Regions from separate parts of the Mus musculus genome. Here all the other regions are linked to region 1. A link is a contact called in public Hi-C data. All regions are on one chromosome and are shown on one strand. Each heading gives the region's core, a stretch centred on a gene start, on an enhancer-like site or on the middle of the called end of the contact. The rest is flanking DNA. Distances are from core to core; before and after follow the strand shown. Region 1 has its middle 30 kb from the start of 1700019C18Rik. Region 2 overlaps Cdyl (chromodomain protein, Y chromosome-like). Region 3 has its middle 160 kb from the start of Cdyl.

Region 1 (3,370 bases), core at 549-3,048:
TAAGTTGAGTATACTTCCCAAGGAGCCTCCCTCCAGGAGGGAGTGTATTATTCTGGAGGAAATGGCTACACAGCACTGACACTAGGCCTTGATCCCTGGGATGAGAGTGGGACATTTGGAGGCAGGATTGAGATTTTTGTGATTCACCTCCCATCTCTTCAGTTAAATGGGTCTGTCTGCCCTGCTGCATGCCTCAAACTTAAACATCTTTTGGCATTGGGGTTCCCCACAATGTGCACAAATGAGCACTGTGGACCCACATAGCAGTCACAGAATCTCTCCTCCCCAAGTTGTACTCACAAGTTCTTGAACTAGTTCTGGTCTGCAGGGTGGAAAGCTAGATAGCAACTTTGTTGGAGCTGGAAGCTTGAATAACCACAGCTGCTTGTTCCCCAACAGTTCTCAGAGATGTCACCCCCATCTTCCATGGGCCACTCACAACCTTCTGAGTTCAACCAGAGCAGGAGTCCATGCCGGCTGCCACCTCAGGTAGGTCTACAGACCAATGTTGTACTAGGGGTGCCTCTGTCATTCAGGATGGTGTTGAGTAAACCAGGTGTTCTTGTTGGTCTTAGAGCAAAATGGTCTTCATTTATCTCGTGTTATAGTTTGAATGAAAATGGCCTTCATAGGTCCACAGGGAGTGGCACTATTAGGATCTGTGGTCTTGTTAGAGTAAGTGTGGCTTTATTGGAGGAAGTGTGTCACTGGGTGAAGGGAGGATGTGGGGACATGGAAGCTTTGAAGTTTCAGAAACTCAAGCCAGTCCCAGTGTGTCATTCTCTCTTTCTAATGCCTGCCAATCTGGCATCTTAGCTCAGAACTTTCAGCTACCTCTCCAGCAGCATATTTGCCTACCTTCCATCATGCTTCTTGTCATGATGAGAATCCACTAAACCTCTTAACTGTAAGGTAGCCCTAATTAAATGTTTTCCTTTATAAGAGTTGCCATGGTCATGGTGTCTCTTCCCAGTAGTAGAATTTTGACTTAGACATTGTGATATGAAGAACTGAAGGGAACAATGGTGGGAGCCATACCCCACCCAAATTACCTAACTCCCAGTTATAACAGTGCTTGGTGTCATAGCTCTGTATTCAAATAACCCTGAATAAGGCATCAAGATGGCAGGATCAAGGTGATACACTGTCAGTTACCTGTGGAATACAGAACCAATATCCTCTCTCGACCTTTATGTACAGAGCTGCATATAGCTTCTTATCCCAAGTTTGATATATCATTTCCCTTATTTTCCACAGCACACCTCTTAAAAAGAGACTATGAAGTAAGTGGAGCCTCCAATATTATTCAGTAAACATCCTGCATAACAGCCCATGGTGGTTCTGAGTATGTTCCTAATGATTCCCTTTCCTGGGTCCTGCTGTCTGTACAGCAGTATGACCAACTGCCTTCCAACTCCTGCACCCAGGCTCAGTGCTCCATTTCTTTCTTTACCTCCTCCAGGGTACTAATTAGCTATGATAAAATTGGTAAGGACAGAGAGAAGCTCCCAGACTCTACTCTCAGCAGCAACTAGTCAGCGGCTAGGCAGGATTTTTTTTCTACTATGTTTAGAAATGACCATGTCTTCAGCAGCTCAGATAATTACAAGTTCTCCAAGGTAAGTTCCTTCTCCAGCTCCCTGCTAGGTGGCCTAGAATAGGACACAGAGTCATCACAAGGTGCCCAGCCCCCGTTCCTCCCTGACATCAGATTGTTTCTTACTCCCTCCTGGAAGGACACCATCTGCTACAACTGTCTCCTCCATCTGTGTCTCCTTTTGTGTAAGGGACTTCCACTGGGAGTCTGGAAATAGCTTCCTCATTTCCATCATCCTCACAGCCCTTGTGGGCTTTGTGTCTCAGTGACAGACCATCCCAGGTTCCTACTGGGTTGTATGCCCACAGTGTGGGTGGCTGCTGCTAGGGCACTGCACCTTTTTCGTTTTGTAGTCACTGCTGAGCTACCTGCAGACAGTGATCTGATCCAAGCTATGGGTGGTAGAATCTGATGGAGGCAATCAAACACAGTTCTTGGAGACCACAGGCTTGAAGGGAGACCTTGCAGCTGCTCAGCCAAGCTATCTGAAGATGCTGATGAACCATGTCTCTATACAGAGCCAATCTGGGTCTACCTCTGGTTATATTAGCTTTTAATACTATTCTTTTGGGCAGTTCAGAGGGCAAATCTTCCTTCAATACTTTGTTCTTCCAAATTTTACTCAGAAAGCAACAGCTGGGATCCTCATTAGAGTCTTGATTTCATGTTTTCTGCGATGAAGCCACAACCCAGCCTCAGTCACTGTGGTGTTGCTCAGCTCCCCGCATGGTTCTCTAGCTACCTGGTGGAGTGATTTCAACATCACTTAACATTGCTCTCTCATATTTGAGGTAACAGGATGAGCTCCACAGAGCGGAGGGAACTAGTTCAACCCAAGCTTAGCATCATTCTCTGGATGGCAGAATTGGTCAATACTAACCCCGCTTCATCCTCAGCTAGACAGAAAAGTGCACAGAAGAAAGTTCACTGGAAGATCGAAGAGGGCTACATGAGAACAAAGGTATGCCACACAGGCAAACATGCACACATAGCTGTTCTCCCAAGTCTGGGTCAGCTTTGATACAAAAGGGAATTTGGAGTCATCAAACCCGAGTTTGCAGCACTGAAGGAGGGGTGCTACCAAGTGCATGGTAATCTAAAGCATGGTATGGTGACACATGTGATGATCACCAGGACTCGGCCTGCAGAGACAAAAGAGTTACCAATTTTGAGGTCAACCAGAGCTACAAGATACTGGGGTATAGATCAGTAGTAGAGTCTTTCTCTAGAATACAAGACCCAGGTCCCACCTCTATTATGAGGGAAAAAAAGCAAAATAAAATTGGAGTGTGTATATGCCTCACATATTCTCTAGCCTCAGTTTCCTTGTGTGTAATGGTATTTTCTCTATAAAGATCAAGTGAGATGGCACATATGAATTCCATCAAAAAATATCAAAAATGGTGCCAGGGTCCAGTACTCTGAAGGGAAGCAAGCTACCCTGTCTACAGCCATACCATTATGAACACACTGGATCTCATCAGAATGAAAGGAACCATCTTGGAATGCTCTTAGTGTGACTATGACTCCTGTTCATGTCTCTGGGCACATCAGTGCATAAATCTTAGAATCCCAGCAGTGCAAATAGATGAGATAGACCTTATTAGTCCATTTTACCATTGGGCACTGTGGAAATATTGAACTCCTACCCACTGTCCCAGAAAGTACCCAGACACTGGTAGCCAAATCAATACACCTTACCTTAGTTATCAGACGAGTGAGTTTTTACTTGACCTTTAGCTCAGATACTAAATGATTATTAGGGTTTGAATT
Region 2 (3,370 bases), core at 437-2,936, 510 kb before region 1:
ATCTGTGCTTCGGCGCTGTTAGATCATGCTAGGAAAGCCAGTGAAGTCCAAGTACGCTACAACTAACATCAACTTCAGCAGTCCCCATAAATCCCCACAGAGTCCCAGAGTTGAACAATGCACATGAGATATGTCACTATTTTTTTTACAAAGAATGGAGGAGGGGTGTCCCCTAGTTCTCTCTTGAGATTAGTCCCACGGTAAATTAGAAAAGGCTCCAGTGTGCATCTACTTGATGCAGTGAAGTTCTAACAGTAAATTACTGACAAAAAGAAATGTTCATAGCCTGCAATCAACAGTTTTAGGCTTTTCCAAACAAATGATGGGAAAGGATCATCTAGAAAACTGAATTCAGCAGGAACGATTACATTGGAAATCATACACAGATGAAGGCACTCTGCAAGAGACTACGGCTGACTTCAGCTACTTGACACTGTATTGGAAAAAGCATGCCTTCCCACACATCTTGTTCAAAAATGAAAACATAAAATACATTTTAAAGGTTTTCTTTAAATGTTTTATGTGTGCCTACGTGTATGCATGTGTTCTACATGTATGCAGATACTCACAAAGGCCAAAAGATCGCCTGGAAGTGGAGTCACAGGCATTTGTGAGCCACCTGATAGAGGTGCTGGCAATTGAACCTGGTTCCTTGGAAAAGCAGTGCCCTTACCTGCTGAGCCATCTCCAGCCCCATATTTCATTTTAATAACAGCAATGCAAAGTCTTTCTAGGAGAAATCTTCCCTCCTCTCAACTAATTTACACAAACTTCAGGTTCTAGTTTACCTTCAAAATACCTGCCGGGTAAGACTGTTGCCAAACCAGACCCCTAATGCACCACTATGGGATATAAACTGCGATTTCAGACTTCAATCACTAGTAATATCAGTAACAACTGTCTACTACATTCATGTCACCCAGACACCATACTTAGATATCCAAAACCAGATATATATATACATACATACACACACACACACACACACACACACACACACATATATATATCTCCAACCATTCAGAAGAAAATTTATACAACACTCCTAGGACAAAACAAGGTAAAAAGGGGCAGCTACGGTGTGACACAAAATGGACCCAGACTTTGAAGGAAGAAGAAGTTCTTTGTTTCAAGGGCGGTAAAGTAAGGACTCACCTATGCTAGGCAGGCTGGATGAAGATAGAGGCTGAGGCTGGCAAATTCTGGCAAGCCAGCCTCGGCTAAAGAAGAGTTAGATAAGACATGCTCACGCAGCAACTTAGGCAGGAGCAACTATATCTGCAGTTCCATAAACAGTACCCACAACATCCAGTTTACACTTTGTGTTTCGATATCATCAGGTAAATACAGTGTTGGTTCAAACCGTCCACCTAGTCATGGTAACTACAAGTTCTAAATCGGGGGGGGGGGGGGGGGGCGCCTTCCTCTGATGCAGAAGCCACAGAAAATGACAGTTCTGAGAGTTCTGAGGACCCCTGATCTAAATAAATAAGCACATCTTTAATACGGCGTGATTCTTCAGGCTTTATTGGGCTTGCAGAAAGCAAGGAAAACCACAGGCACACCTCCAATTCCAATCTCAGAGCGTGAGTACATCATAAAAATAGACCAACGCCCATGGCAGCTAATACGGATCCAAACTGGCAGGATCTAGAATCAACAAGAAGACACCCTGTGAGCCCATCTGCCAGAGAGTTTCTAGATTCGGCTAGATGAGGAGGGAAGACCCGACATGCTGGTGCACTACTCCTCATGCTGGGTTTCTGGATGAACAAAAAGGTGCCAACTGGGCACCATCCAGTGCCCATTCTTCTGTAGGTCTTGCCTGTGACAAGGTGACAGCTACCTCACTCCCTCCACTACACCATGACAAATCGACTCTCCGCTATGCACCCAAATAAGGCCTCCCATGAGTTACCTCCACCAGGCACCTGTCAGAGCAGAGGGAAAACTCCTGCAACACCAGAGCCTGGAGGAGCAGGGGAGGAAGGAGGACAACTACAGTCAGCCAGAATAGTTAATAGCAGAAAACACTGTAAAATACTAAATGGGTGGATTAAATAATTAGTACACAGCTTCCTTAAACTACTCCACTCATGACCCTTTCATCCAAGAAATTCTTAACTCTGGGTACACAGGTATAGAAAATGGATAGAAAAATCGGTTAACCTTAATTTAGAACTCTTACTTGGTATACATATAATTTTACCATTTATTAAAGATGAGGGCAAATTTCAGCACTATTTTATTACATAAAGAATGATACCTTGGTTGAATATTTGATACTGCAGGACAGAGCATCCTCAGTGTCTGTCAGAGTTAAGTGATCGTTTCGATTGTTTAACTTCACGTACGTACACTGTGCAAGTTGAGAGAAGAAGACTGTCTCGAGCTATTTCAGAAGTTCTGAACTAACCCCAAGCAAAAGTTAACAATCTGAACAATTTTAAAATCAAATATTCTAACATCTACACTCGAAGGACATATTAATTTGATATTTGTACACTACAGAATGATGACAGAAACATATCAAGCCTTTCTTTTCCATAATTAAACCATTATGCTTTTTAAAGAACAGAAAACCTGTATGCATAATACAAATACTGTATGTCACTACAACAATCCATGACATACAGGTCTCAGATCTGAGCCACGGTGTGTCAGGCAGCAATAGTGTGTAACTGTGTGCGGTAACAGCATTTACTGCAGCGTGCAACTGTTACATATTCAGAACAGGCTGCAGCTCCAGTGAGGTCACCCAGAGCAACACAGGTTGCACTGCCAGCAACCCCAGAGTTCACTATGCATTTGCTTCTGATTCTTGTACATTCAGACGCCTTTACCCTTCCCAATGTTTTCACCATACTCCACATTCAGTTAGTTATGTGGCCCACTGAACTGGAATTACCAAAGTAAACTCGGTTCAAAAGAACTATAAGCTAGGGTCAAGGGGATACAAGGTTATCACACAAAAAAGAAAACCATCAGCAACAACGAGGGAAGTTCAAAAATGAAGCACAGTCAAGGAGATGGAAATGAGAGGCCAATCAATAACGAGACACCAAGAAGACTCAACAGTGGAGTCCAAGGGAGCAGAAGCAGAGTGTGTACCAGCACTGAGAAGGCTGAGGGCAAGAGGATGCCCGCCTATCTCTAAAGAGAGATAGGGCTACATAGCAAGACTCTCAACAAAGGAAGCAGAAGAATAGGTATGGGTATAAAGAAGAAACAACATTTGAAGACAGAGTAAGATAAGACACAAGAATAAGATAAGTCAATAACAGATAGGACACAAATTCACAAAAAGCAGTGTAACATATACCAAGCATGTCTGCAATACAAGTGTCATACAGCGTACAATGTAGTAAAA
Region 3 (3,370 bases), core at 455-2,954, 260 kb before region 1:
GGCTCGGCGCCAGAGCTGAAGAGCAGTGGGCAGCTGCTGGGAATCGAAGACTGGACGAGAACAGAGGGTACCATAACACCCCAGACTCCCTGGCATACCTCCTCAAAGCAATGTTACCGCTGCCGTTGTATTTCCGGCTCCCCAAATTCTGCGAACACTGAGTCTCTCTCCTCTTTCTCTGTCTTCAGGGCCCACGCCAGGCTGCTACTCAGCCTTGTCACACAAATGATTGAACAAAGTGAGGGTGGGGGCTGGGCTGGGGCTGGCTGGGGACAGTTTTTACGAGCTCCCGGGGGAGGGGGGCGGCTGTTCATTTATCCCAGCAGCAAGGCAAATACTCTAAAACCCGTGACCCCACCCTTTTCAAAGAAATGTAATTTGCTCTTGTCAATAACATGGATTTCCCACCTCAAAAGAGCCAACATTTTCTCGTTATTTATCAAATCTTTTACACTCTGATGACTAATGAAAAACTCTCTGGCAATTTGTTACTGTGTTGGCATTGTTTACCATCAGAAATGACACTAGAACACAGGGGCACTCCGTTACAATTGCATTCAAAGTTTACTCTCTCCCCAGGGAGCATATACCCCCACATATCCATAGGGGCTGATAACCATTATGAATACAGCCTTTATGAATAATCTACGAGGCACTCAGCACCTCAAAACACCACATTGCAATTCATCAGCTCATTTTGGCATCATGAGAGTGTTTGTGATGTCACCTCAGTTGAAAAGAACGAGACTTAAAGCAGGGAAACATCTTTACTAAGGCCATATAGCAAGTCAATTGCAGTGTAAGTATAGGTCACCATAGCCTTCAGCCAGAGCTCCTTCCTCTGAACTGTGTTTGTGAAGAACATGTTAGAATCAGGGAAAACATGTGAGACACCACACACACACACACACACACACACACACACACACACCACATACATGTTGTTGTTTTTTTTTTTTTTCCTGCTGGGCTGTGTTTCTCCTGTCTGCAGCCCAGGCAATCTTGAAATGTGCAATAGGTACTTCCTTGGAAATCAATAGGGTCATTTTATCCGGCCACATCATATAAAATTGGCATTTACAAATTAAGATATTCAATTATCAACAACTCGATATATTTCTAACTAATTGCTCTCCCTGGCTTCATGCTGGGCGTCGTTCCCACATAGCTGCAAACTGGCCTTTTCTTTGGTTTAATTTGGCTGGTTTCTCCACTTTCAATTTTGCTGCCCCTTGGTCTGAATCTGCCAGTGACCTCAGATCATTGTTTTACCAACCTCCATAACTAATTGAGCCAATTGCAGAGGCAGCTGGCCAAACTTCGCAATTAACCCCAAATCCAGTCACTCAGGGTGATACAAATATGACTCACAGATGGGTAGTTTACAAGAATTCTCAACAGGTCTAGCCTGTTCCTGATTCGGCAGGAAAGGAATTCTCTTAGTATTCTGCTGTTTGTCTGACCTGAATAGTGTGTGCTGGGTCGTGGGACACTTCTGAAATTGTTACAGGGGGGTCTTAGGAACTTAGGAGGGTGTCTTGGCTGAATGCTAGGTGGGCTAGCCAAGTGGCCAAAGACATATTTATTAGCGTCATTCATTTTTACCATCCGGCGGAAGCTCGTGTCTTGTTCCACTCGCCTGACTCCCACCATCTGGAGTGAAGTCAGGATATGCTCACCAGAAAGCAGGGATGGACAAGCTCCAAGTGGGGGCTGCCTGGCAGAAGGGCTGGAGGCTGCCTGGCAGAAGGGCCTCGGCCACCACTGCAAGATGTCAGAGCTGCCTGCTTCCTGCATACGGTTTGAGAAATGAGAACAGTGCTCTCTTTCTGTGTTTTCGGGTTACATGATATTTTTGTGAACCACTTGATGTAGGGCTTGAGAATAAATCAAGCTGGGAGCCCTCTGGTACTGCTGACTTGGAGAATGCCCTGAAGGTGTGTCTCAATGATCTTTCTCTGACACTGAGCGCTTTGTTTTCATTTTGCACTCTAAGCAGAGAGAAACCACAGAAGGCCAGGGCAAGAAACCTAGCATCTCTTAGAAAGATAGCAGAACCCCGGACTAATGCTGCAAAGAACATTATAGGAGTAGCTGGCCAGGGTTCTGGTGAGAATTTTGGAAAGCATGTGGGAGGGATGTAAAATATTCCTGAAATCAGTGAGACGACAGCAGCAGGATGTGAGCCCTGTGGAAAAAAAGAGAAAATCCAACCCTGAGTTGTGGTCTTTGTTGATTTCCATGGAGTAAAAATAATCCCATTGTGGCCAATTTTGAAGTGGCTTAATTTAACAACTGGCTTGCAAAATTTCTGGGTGTTTGATAATCTCTGCAGAGCTTGTGTGAGCTGATTCCTAAGTGTACTCTCTTAGGGGCTCCAACATTAAAACGGGGCAAATGTGCTACACACTTTAAAATATAAGGATCTGGGCCAGAAGCAAGTATCCCAGGGAGACCCAGGCCCCATCCTCTCCTCTCTCAACCCATCACTGCCTGGCTCCCTCAGGCCCAAGATCAAAGTCCAGATACCCTGACTAGAAACACTGTGCTCCCAGTCAGTGCTCGGCAAACTCCCAGAGCCTGTGTCTTTTCTGGAAACGGTCTCCAGCCTCACCACTGCAAACATCACAGTGCCTGCCATGAAAGCCGGTTCCCGCTACAGCCTAGCAGGCAGAGCCACTAGAGGACCAGACTGCTGCTCTCCTGGAGGGAGGGAAAATGCTGAGGGTGGGTGTTGATCCATCACTGTGCACAAGACAGTTTTACATCCCAGAGTGGGCCCAAGCATAGTTTAAAACAGATGTCCACCAGAGTAGAAACTCAATCCACCATTTAGGAAGGTAGAAGACAGCCTGTAATTGGGTAGGTTTATAGGACTATGGGATGGGTTTATTCCATGAGAAATTTCTGTGATTGCAACTGGAAGAATTCAGTGTTCATTAATAAACTATTCTTGCAGGTATGTAAGGCATAGGGGTATATCTGTGTTTTGACAACATGTTTTTGTAAAGTTTTTTTAGTCATTGTTTTTAAATTGTATGTGTGGCACCTGTGGTTCTGTGCACTACATGTGCAAATAAATGCCCACAGAGGCCAGAAGACGGCATCAGATCCCCCTGGAAATAGAGTTACAGAAGCTTATGATCTGCAGTGTGGCTGTTGTGACTCAAACCCAGGTCCTTTGAAATGCAGTGAGTACTCCTAACTGCCAAGCTATCTCTCCAGTCCTCATCCCCCACATTTCAAATCGGGACTTTGAATTCCTTATGTGAGAAATATGAACGGCAGGAATGAACTACTCTTATGTACGGTCTTCTCTGGGCTGTGCTTTCAAGGTGCCCATGACTCTCACATCTTCACACTGTTTTGT

What was found. Hi-C and Micro-C count contacts between places; a contact is called where the count stands out from the background.
Region 2: a contact with region 1 is called in a Hi-C map of cerebellar granule neurons, with 2.3 times the contacts expected there. The contact joins two enhancer-like sites. A contact is called at or near these places in 3 of 484 Hi-C or Micro-C datasets (cerebellar granule neurons, cerebellum and cortical neurons), 3 of 115 datasets of contacts at active chromatin or transcription factors (bone marrow-derived macrophages and embryonic stem cells) and 1 of 9 other capture datasets (embryonic stem cells).
Region 3: a contact with region 1 is called in a Hi-C map of cerebellar granule neurons, with 2.2 times the contacts expected there. The contact joins two enhancer-like sites. A contact is called at or near these places in 8 of 484 Hi-C or Micro-C datasets (bone marrow-derived macrophages, brain, cerebellar granule neurons and 3 more).

The regions. Positions count from the first base shown.
Region 1 is chr13:35,240,044-35,243,413 of GRCm38.p6, reverse strand. No RefSeq gene overlaps it. Among named protein-coding and RNA genes, the nearest start is that of 1700019C18Rik, 30 kb to the right of the region's middle. Within about 2 kb of position 1,798, at least 6 of the 459 cell types and tissues checked have an H3K27ac peak or open chromatin away from gene starts, as enhancers often do. A contact at or near this core is called in cerebellar granule neurons and cerebellum, where this site is marked.
Region 2 is chr13:35,750,552-35,753,921 of GRCm38.p6, reverse strand. The region is part of intron 3 of Cdyl (chromodomain protein, Y chromosome-like); the gene reads right to left. Among named protein-coding and RNA genes, the nearest start is that of Cdyl, 92 kb to the right of the region's middle. Within about 2 kb of position 1,686, at least 5 of the 459 cell types and tissues checked have an H3K27ac peak or open chromatin away from gene starts, as enhancers often do. A contact at or near this core is called in cerebellar granule neurons and cerebellum, where this site is marked.
Region 3 is chr13:35,500,300-35,503,669 of GRCm38.p6, reverse strand. No RefSeq gene overlaps it. Among named protein-coding and RNA genes, the nearest start is that of Cdyl, 160 kb to the left of the region's middle. Within about 2 kb of position 1,704, at least 84 of the 459 cell types and tissues checked have an H3K27ac peak or open chromatin away from gene starts, as enhancers often do. A contact at or near this core is called in cerebellar granule neurons and cerebellum, where this site is marked.